Linked DNA regions of Danio rerio: region 2 is linked to region 1. Evidence: chromatin contacts called from public Hi-C data. All regions are on one chromosome and are shown on one strand. The core of a region is the stretch at or near the end of the contact, and the rest is flanking DNA. Distances in the headings are between cores, read along the strand shown. Region 1 holds the start of cwc27 (CWC27 spliceosome associated cyclophilin). Region 2 holds the start of adamts6 (ADAM metallopeptidase with thrombospondin type 1 motif, 6).

What was found. A called contact is a pair of places that touch in the nucleus more often than the background predicts.
Region 2: a contact with region 1 is called in a Hi-C map of hematopoietic stem cells, with 4 times the contacts expected there. The contact joins the promoter of adamts6 here to the promoter of cwc27 in region 1. A contact is called at or near these places in 5 of 18 Hi-C or Micro-C datasets (caudal fin, embryo, fibroblasts and 1 more) and 3 of 4 datasets of contacts at active chromatin or transcription factors (caudal fin, embryo and gastrula embryo).

What each region holds. Positions count from the first base shown.
Region 1 is chr10:12,054,348-12,059,702 of GRCz12tu, reverse strand. cwc27 (CWC27 spliceosome associated cyclophilin) reads right to left here and starts at 3,022. Exons shown (of 14, transcript NM_201103.1): 1 at 2,893-3,022; 2 at 1,793-1,889; 3 at 1,552-1,664; 4 at 1-72. The coding sequence starts at 2,934. It overlaps srek1ip1 (SREK1-interacting protein 1), which reads left to right and starts at 3,638. Exons shown (of 5, transcript NM_001037672.2): 1 at 3,638-3,748; 2 at 4,126-4,173; 3 at 4,948-5,100; 4 at 5,256-5,331. The coding sequence starts at 3,736.
Region 2 is chr10:12,421,911-12,427,233 of GRCz12tu, reverse strand. It overlaps adamts6 (ADAM metallopeptidase with thrombospondin type 1 motif, 6), which reads left to right and starts at 3,993. Exons shown (of 26, transcript XM_017358010.3): 1 at 3,993-4,352; 2 at 4,592-4,725. ppwd1 (peptidylprolyl isomerase domain and WD repeat containing 1) reads right to left here and starts at 862. Exons shown (of 11, transcript NM_001098758.1): 1 at 726-862; 2 at 405-507. The coding sequence starts at 846.

The DNA of each region.
Region 1 (5,355 bases), core at 1,773-4,272:
ATCATGAGGTCCTGCGTTTGCCATAGCAACCAAACCCCTCCGATTGAATCGTAATCTGGAGTGAAATTCATCCTGAGTTGGGAAAAAACAATTAATGACTAATAGCATTTGTACACAAAACAAAGAAACACTCACTGGCCACTTTATTAGATAAGCCCTTTTATCTGCTCACAGAAATTGAATCTCAATGCATTTAGGCATGTAAATGTGATCAGTAGGATCTGCTGTTCAAACCAAAGCTCACAGTTTACTGTAGTAAAACCTAAAGTATACTACAGTATTTATTAGTTTATTAGTTCATTATAGTAAATGCTACAGAATGCTGATAGCATTCATTAACAAATTTGTATTATTCTTTGAACTATTATAGAGTATTAAATACAGTTATATTTAGTATAATACATTTCACAATAGTATCATTCAAAAACACTACGGTATTCACTATAATTACTATAAGTATTTTTTATAAGTGTAGACTGCTATTCAGTTTGAGGTAAAAGTGTTAAAAATATGTTATATTAATAATAACACAGGGACAACATTTCTGTTTTGATTCAATTTCATTTTAAGCAAATGCTAATTAGAATCAGTGGACTGCTTATATGTATTCATCTAGACTGAAGGACATTTTCTGAACAGAGAGAGTATTTCATTCTGATCTTCTGATCACTGAGAATCCATCCCCATAAAACTTAAATACTGTTTAATAACACTGTTTTTACTAATATGACTTAATTATTATATTTACAATAACATTCCATTAATAAGAGGCTGCTCTGTTTACGAATCGTAAACTGGTGATCTGAGACCTTCAATCTGGACAGATTTTAGTGCATAATTTACAACAATTCGTCTTTTTTAAATTGTCAACTGATTTTAAAGAAATGTTATATTAAATAAAAAAAGTGCATGCATACAGCTATATTTGGCTTGTTTCAACATTATTTATATAAAAAGATGGCTTAGAAATAACTAGTTTTAATTTCCTGGCCAGTAGAAAAACATCATAAGCTTTTAAGTTGTCGATCACAATTAGGAAGAAGGGGGATTTTATGAATGTGGCATGGTTGTTGGCGTCTGAGCATTTCAGAAACTCTGTAGCTGATCTACAGGGATTTTTAACAAGAAAAAAAAACATTTCTAGGGTTTACACAAAATGGTCCAAAAAGATAAATTATCCAATCAGTAGCAGTTCTGTGGGTTACGCATCCTGTCACAAAGCTCAGATCATCTCAAGCTGGTATCTTTAACATGACAGTGAGTCTCTAAACTCAAATGACCTCCACAAAAACCAGATCTCAATCCAATAGAGCACCTTTAGCATGTGCTGAAAGTGGAGATTCACATTCATGTGAGTGTATGCCAAAAAAATGTCAATATGGACGAATCTTTCTACCACCTTGTTGAATATACCACAAAGAATTGAGATATTAATAGCAAGACACGCCAAATTTACTGAGGTATGAGTGTAATTGTTTTCTTCAAAAATAACTTGTAGATCATCAATGTAATTATACAAAGCACCCAATGATTTACAGAAACAACAACAACCTTAAAAGGCCGGCCGTAGATAGACTCCCCACCAGTTCCAGTGCCTGTCGGATCTCCTCCTTGAACTATGAACTCTGGCACCATACGATGGAAGATTGTGCCATCATAGTAACCTTAAAAACAGGCAAAAATGCAAATGTCTATGTATGAAGATGACTTGATATGATGAATAGTGCAAAAAATATTATAATAAAATCATTGCCTTTTATATGTGCATGAGTTTGTGTGTGAATCCACCTACCTTCCATACACAGCTGAACAAAGTTTCTACATGCTTTGGGAGTTTCCTTAGACCAGAGCTCTATGTCTATGTCACCTGCAGAGGTCTTCAGCAAGACCTGTGAGAAAACACCAGTTTAGTTCAAAGGCTTTATTTACTGTAAAGCTTTACACTATAACAGTTTGTTTTTTTCAGTGGAAAAACTGTTAATAGAAAAAACTGCTAAAATAAACATACAAAGCCTTTATTATCACATCTAATGCATAAAATAAAACTAAAGAGATTTAAATGGATCTCATAAAATGAAGCATTTTATTCATTCATCTATTTCGGCTTATTCCCATTATTAATCTGAGGTCGCCACAGCAGAATGAACTGTCAACTTATCCAGCACGTTTTTATGCAGTGGATGCCCTTCCAGCCGCAACTTATCTCTGGGAAACACCCACACACATTTATTCACACTCATACACTACGGCCAATTTAGCCTACCCAATTCACCTGTACCGTATGTCTTTGGACTGTGGACCCACACGAACGGAGGGAGAACATGCAAACTCCACACAAAAACGCCAACTGACTCAGCCGAGGCTCGAACCAGTGACCTTCTTGCTGTAAGGCGACAGTACAACCTACTGCGTCGCCGAAGCATTTTATTATTAAATACATATTATTGGGAGATTTAGAATGACAACTTAAACACTTGTGTATTATTTAAGTAGTCAGATATATTATATTATATACACATTATTAAAGATCACTATTAAAGAGTAAAGATCTCACCAATTTAAAGGTTTTTAGAATTTCACCCTGATGAGCTGTATTACATATGAGAATATTCTTTTATCTTAAATGTACATGTGTGTAAACCTTTTCATTGTTTTTTTCGTTTTTTTAAAGCATTAGTTTAAAGGTTTAATAAGCCATTCTGTTTCTAAAATACGTGAACAAATGTATAAAGGTACTAACTTGCTTGTTCTCGTAAAATACTGATTCGTTGCATAATTCATAATTAAAATGCAAGTAAATAAAATACTTAAATTGCAAGCAAAATCAGACTCAAATTAGTGTATATGCAGTATTATATATCATGAATATGATTTTGAGATATGGAAACTCACCTTTCCATTAGTTGGTGGCTCTTGAATATATATGTTGCTCATCTTTAGTGCGTATTATTGGAGTATACTTCCCTCACCACGGTTTCATTGATGACAGAGAATGTACAGAATATGCGCAGATGTTACAAAAACATAAGAAGCACGTCTAGCCGATATAAAGTACCAGAGTATGTTCTGTTTACAAGCGCTTCATGTCACGCCGCCGCAGAGTTTCGTTCATTCGTCATGCAGACTTTGTTCGGCCTTATCGCCCCCTATAGTCTCGGAGTAAATATAAACGTACCATTTAGATTATAGAACATTGAGAGACAGATTTTTATTTTTACAAGCAATCATTATAATCAATATGACCATGTTTTATGTGTAAAGTTTAAAACTTCAGGGCACATCACGAAAATAATCTCCACTTATATTGTCGTCTTTGAATTATAGCGTGTAGTATAGTATTGTAGTGTTGGCATTTTTTAAAACATTTTGTCCTGCGAGTGAAAATTGTGTCTTTCTATTCAGAAAAATGTATCCCCAAAAATTGTTGCTTAAGCCAATATCTCAAAATTCAGATAAACCATAAAGATATGGCAAATTATCTCTTATCGTGACAATATTTATTGGTTTTCAGTGCAGCATCTTGCGTTTATCTTTTTAGCGCTAATATTTCGTAATACATTCATATTTTTCATGCATCTATGGAAGGGATTAACTGTTCTCCAAATGGTACCATAGAGCACTCGTTCACTTTCCACCCGGACTCTTTTACCAGACGGATCGGTTTTGTGTTTTGAAAAGCGGCGGACGGAATACGACGAAAGTTATCATTTCTATCTATTTATAATCGAGTACAACATGGCTGCCCCAGGTATACTTTTGTGGGTTTGTCCATAAGCATTGCTGATTGTTGTTGATATGCTACTTCGGGATTATTCTAGGTAGTAACACTGCACGATTATCTTCGCTCGTCTGGACATTCACATCGCACACATTTACCTAAATAAAAGACTGTTGTTCCTGAATTCCTGAATGTTTTACATTTACAGTTACGGTTTACTGATTAATAATGTTTATAAAATCTCATGACGACGCATTATTTTAATTCTACATACTTTCTTTGATATTGTTTTAAATGGTGAGCTAGATGAATCCATTATGAAATATGATCAATACAGAATATATGTAACAATGTAAATGACACTTTTAAAGAAATATAAATTGAATTGAATGTCTTTTTATGAACAGGTCCAAATAAAGACAACATCAGAGCTGGATGTAAAAGATGTGGCTATCGTGAGTATGGCAAAAACATAACTTTACAGTTGACTTTGTTTTTGCTTTTTTTTTTTGTTCTGTAGTTTCTTTCCAACAATATTTCAGTTTATAAGTAGATTTTTTTTCTATATTTCTGCTTGTAAATAAATAAAGATAATGAATCATAGTCCATCTATCCATGTACCATCTTTCTATCTACACACAAATCCACAGATAAATATATACATAAATACTTAATTGAAGTGTTGTTTGGATGGCGTTTTTTTTTTTTTTTTTTTTGTCTTTCTTTACACAAATATATATTTAAAGTTTAATTTACGTTTACTTTTGACAGTTTTTCTGTTTATCTACAAAAATACATATTTTAACATTTTCATATGAATTTGGATTTGTTTGCCCATTTATCTGTCTAAACCAGGGGTGTCCAAACTCAGTCCTGGAGTGTCCTTCATAGTTTAGATCCAACTTCTTTCAATAGACCTTCCTGGAAGAGCTTGATAAGCTGGTTTAGATGTGTTTAATTGGGGTTGGAACTAAAATATGCAGGTCATCGGCCCTCCAGGACCCAGTTTGGACACCCGTGGTCTAAACGTGAACATATTTGACGTTTGGCTTGTGTTACATTTCTTGTTTTCTGTATATCTATCCATGTATCTCTATAGATCGATTTAACTTATCCATCTTTACAAAATGCATATTTAAAGTTTTGATTGAATTACATTTATGTGTACTTACAAGTGTGTCTATGCATAAATACAATCAAACTATATATTCTTTCTCTCCTTTGATCAGCTGGTCATCTTACCTTTGAATGTCGTAACTTTCTTCGCGTGGATCCAAGGAAGGATATTGTTTTGGACGTGAGCAGCACCAGCACCGAGGAGAGCGATGAGGAGGAGCAGGAAGCTCTCAGTAAAGAAAAGATTTTCGGCAGCCATTCAAAAGGTTTATTCACCGCTTTAGACTCCGATTCTGTCTTGGCTCTTTACCATTTCAGTGACTCCTTTACCTGGATACTGACATTGCTGTTAGTCCCTGATTTTGCAGTGATCATTTGCCACAGTAAGATCGTTTTGTAAAAATTGGTGTTTTCTACACAGGTTCACAGGAAGATTCTAGAAAAGAAAAGCATAAAAAGAAAAGCAAGGAGAGATCACGTGGAAAAGCAAAAAAGAGGTAGACTTTTTATTTTGTCATAAT
Region 2 (5,323 bases), core at 2,744-5,243, 370 kb before region 1:
AGTAAATACAATAACAAACAATTTTCATATATATATATATATATATATATATATATATATATATATATATATATATATATATATATATATATATATATATATATATATAAAAAAAACACACACACACACACAGACAAAATCACATTAAGATCTCAAATGCTTTAAAACTAATGTAGAAAACTAATATTTTCAAACGTATCATAATACTGTAGGTAATGTTTTTATAACATTGAAATAGTACAAATTAATTTAAAATACATTAAAAAAACTAAAGTTACTTTAAAAAGATGGTGGGTCTATGTAAAAATGTGGGAAATGCAAGGAGAAACCTAAATGAATGCAAAAAACTAAACCAATAACGTTCAAACCTAACCAGGTCATGGCAAAAATTGGTGAACACTTACTTGGAGCAAACAATGTGTGTTATAACATCTCTGTGCATGTAACTTCTTTCATACATGGAGGCAGATGGTAAATTATCCAGGTACAATCTCTCAAACTCAAGAACTGCAAAAGAAGACACGAGATCCATTTAAAAACAAATCTCAGTAAGAGCCAACCAACTAGTGATAAACTGTTATACGTATTTAGTTGTTTCAAGAATTAATTAACTGCCAGTCAAGACAAATTACAGGCAAATAAAGCCTAAATTTCATGCCTACAGCTCACTGTATTTTTATAAACAGCCAAGTAACAGTAACGTTAATCAAATCAACGTACATTACCTTTTTTCTTTTTGGTTTGTGTGGCCTCACTCGGCATAGGACCAACCCAATTGTCTTCGTCTTCATCTTCTTCCAGTTTTCGTTTATTCTCAGAACCATCACTGCTCACGTCGGTCGCCATTTTCAAATAAAAGTTTATAATTTTTTCTTCGATTATTGTTTAAACGTAACACTGAGTTCTCAGGGAGCATACCGCCATCTACAGGATGGGCGACGAAAATCAGGGTCAGAATCAGTTTTATCGCCAAGTGTGCTTCACACACACAAGGAATTGATATAACTTCGTTCAAAATTTTACTTAAATGTAATATTTTTTTGCTTTCATTTATAGGTGATTTAATTTTATGGTACTATATTTATGCAGTAGTTGGCACAAACACCTCTTTCTCAGTTTGTGTGAATTTCAAGGGATTCAAGGTTTATTATTACAACATATTACAATTATTATTATTATTATTATTATTATTATTATTATTATTATTATTCATTAATATTTGCATTTCTTTGATACAAGTATGAGGTTTTTATAATGTTTTTAAATAAGAGTATATATTTTTATTTCTTTAGCTCAAAAGGATTCAATATCGATTTGTCAACATGCCTAGCTGTTTCATCTGAAGGGCATGTTGTTACACACTCAAAATAACATTTTTGCTACACATTAAAAATACTTATTTAAAATGAGCTGAAAAAATACAATTGTGGAGATTTTTTTTTTGGAAAACGCAATCAATCTAATTAAATTAGTTACATTAACTTAATGGATTTGGGTTGGGACAACAAGAATGAATTGTGTGGAACCCAGCATTTTTACAGTGCATGACCATATAGCTATTACAGCTTAAATTGTTATGCAATCTAATAAATTTGAGTTGTGAGTGAAAATAATAGATGTCTAACAATAGTCAAAAACTAGACTATAATCATCAAAAAAAAAAAAAAAACAGATTCAGACAGAATCCAACTGATGACTTTATTTTGCTGTTGCTTAATATCTACTAGATTTTATATTGACAGCCCAAATGCAGACTTTAGCCAAGATGTCTACCTTTAGAACTTTAGACACCTAGATGTATATTAAACAAACAAACTAACAAACAAACAAACACAAATGTTTTCTGAGAGTAGACATGACTGCAAAGAGATCCAAATTCTATTAAAAAAAAAAAAACAGCAGAGCAAGCAGTGATGGAGAATGGTGAATACAAACTGCACAAACTGCTTTGACTTTAAAACCTCTTTAATTTACATTAAATTCTCTAAAGGCAAAGTAAAATTTTTTACAAAGTTTCACAAAACTATTCGATCACCAAACATCACCAATTGAAAAATAGCATATTCTCTTCACAATTACAGTAACGTACATAAAGCTTTACTCACACACATCATTTTAATTTTAATTAAAGTAAATTCCATGTGAGTTGATAAAATGTATATTGCAGTCTAATCCTGGATTTAACCAATGCACTAAAAAAATCTAATTGTCTATCTTTACCCCTTTCAATTGCCATTCTGTGAGTTTTCCAAATTTTCCAAAATTTTGCTTGAGCAACAACAGAATTAGCCACAATACAGCTCTTTCTGTGTTCTTTAGAATACACACATAGATAAGAAAAGTATCTCATTAAAAATAAAACCAAGGTATACAATTAATATTTCCAATAAAGCAAATAATTTCCGCTGTAAGTCCCCTGAGCATTTTGGAAGAGGGCTTTTATAAAAAAGCCTTGGCTAATTGAGTCAGTTCTTACATCCAAACCATAATTCACACAAGCTTCAATACTGGCCTTATTTAATTAAAAAAAAAAAAAACAACCAAAACAAACTTTTTTGGCATGTTTTAATCAAAACAATTGGAAGAACATGGAAGAAAATTTAGCACTTTAAAAAAACATTAATTAACAGGTCCCGTATTTCATAATTTACTTTTTTTTCTGTTTATTTACAGTTGTGAAGTGTACTATGGAATGTTGATTTCTACTCTGTGGACATTTGATGATGAAAATGCAACTGTGCATTTTATAAAACTGCATTTTATTAAAGTGACTATTACTTAAGTTTTAGTGGTTTGAAACAATATATTGTATAAATAGAGCAGAAAAAGTACTTGCAGTTTATTAGCAGGTTTTTGTAATGTAATTTACAAGAATAAACCAGACAATATATCACATTAAACTATTAAATTACACTTTTTTTAACTTTTCAACATCAAAAGTTGTTAGAGGAAAGATCATATCACAACACAAATAAAAATCTGCTGTGTAAAAACCTGCTGGATAAGTTGATGGTTCATTCCGCAGTGGCGACCCCAGATTAATAAAGGGACTAAGCCGACAAGAAAATGAATGAATGAATATTTCCAGTGAGCATGCTAAAGTTTAAAGTTTAATGGTTAGATGTTATATGGATCTACGGCCATTTCCAGACTCTCAATAATCTTTCATGTCAGTAAATTATTAACAATCTTTCAATCAACAATGAATATGTTTAGACTAAAAAATAATAACAAAATGAAGTTGAAATACACACTGCATGGACAGTGCAATGTGAACATAACAGTAAAGCAACGCACTGTCTCAAAATGGCCACACGGTGTCACTCTAAACTAGTAAAAAAAATGTCTTCGCCTGACAAACATCTGTTACAACGGAGTTAAAAGAGAATGAAATCCCAGATCTTCGAAACACCAGACGATAACTATTTGTGTATAGCTAATGACATAGGCTAATATTTGAATTGTATACAGGCTATTGTTATAGGCTAATAACAAACAGTATTCCTCTTGGCTTATTGTCTGCATGTCTTACAGGCAAAAGAATACACCTGTACTTTATTTAGCCACAAGTTTGTCTTTACGCAGCTAAATAAAACATTGATACACATACATACAAGACAATGGTTATAGAATAAAGTAGCTTGACCTTACAAACCAAAACAAAGCCTACATGTCAAGCTTAGCTAAATAAAATTAACGTTAACGTTAGCCTACTTCAATTTGTCCTCGCCACACTGCCGTTTTTGTGAGTAATGTCAAAATAAGTTCGTACAAATAACTCGAAAAATTTGTAGACTTTTGTCTTTCCGTCATGGTTCAAGTTCACGGACAAAAATGTGGCCAAATCATTTTATCAAACAGTTTAAATAGTTACCAAATTCTTACGTGTTTCACCTGACGGTCGGGAGTGCGCCGCAGGCACGCACATCTGCAATGACGTCATGTCGGTCCTCCCCGTCTCTCTCGTACTGCGAGTGTTTGAGTTCTGGCTTAAATCCGGCTTCACTAATAAAGGCTGCAAGTCCTGCATGCGCACCGGTGCATTACTGTTATTATTCATCTCTGGTGAATCAGTGATCACGAGAGCCACCAATAAGCCATCTCTGGACACGTTGACATTTAAACATGAGCTGAGTTGCACAAACTTTTTAATATTTTGTAAATTATTTTTTTTTCATTGCATTTCTGATGCAGTGAGTGAGTTTATGAAGAGTTTTTCCCCTGTACAAGGACTGCATTTGTTGGCATGAGAGATAAAGAGAATGGCTTGAAGCTAAAGGAGAGATTTACTGAAGAATGCACTGAAGTGGATTTCAAATGAAGAGTTCTACTGTCTGCAAAATATGAAGACGGTAACTATATCATCTCTTACAGTCTTTCAGACAGTCTGGACATTCCCGGTGGAGTGTACACAGAATATATCAATGCATAACAATATAACGGAATCTGTTTTTAATAGTAACTCCTCTGTGACTGCTTTATCTCAAGCGACAACTTTATTGAAATACACTTCATCAAGCAGATAAAAAGAGCAAGAAGACTCGGTGTACATTTGTAGTCTTCTCATTGGTCTTTTGTGTTTTTATTTCAGCGGTCAGTGTAATAGTGTTGGGCAGTTGCCAGCTGTCTGGGTCAGACACGTTTTAGACTCGAGCTGCTGTCTGGAAGAAGCCGCTTTATACTCATGAATGTTCGTCTGCACAGTTGCCGCTTCAGCTTCTGCTGGTAAGAAACGCACGCAAAAAGAGCTGACGTTTAGGAAATCTAGCCTATCTGGTGGAACTGGGCCACTTTTCTGCTTGCTGATGTAGAGAAAAGCCGGCATTTGATTTGATGTTCATCCGGTGAGCTGCTTCTTTAATTGCCTTAGTTTTATTTTTAAGTGGAGCTGTGGAAGTCGTGCTGTACAATCTTGCTTGACTTTATTGTGAGAGATATTGTTGTTTTTTAATGAAAAGACTTATTGTATTTTACGTTTTGAAAGGATACAGCCTTTTTTGCAAATAGCCTTGTGCATATATTGCAGATATAAATAATGATTGATATAATAACCGATAAATTGATATGGACTGACATGAATAGACAGATCAATGAATGGATGGACTGACATTAGATAGATAGATAGATAGATAGATAGATAGATAGATAGATAGATAGATAGATAGATAGATAGATAGATAGATAGATAGATAGATAGATAGATGATGGATGGATGGATGGATGGATGGATGGATGAATTCATTCATTCATTTATTTCCAAGATTGATTCATGAGATGGCATTTTTACACATGTATTGATCAAAAGAGAGTCCAGACTATAACC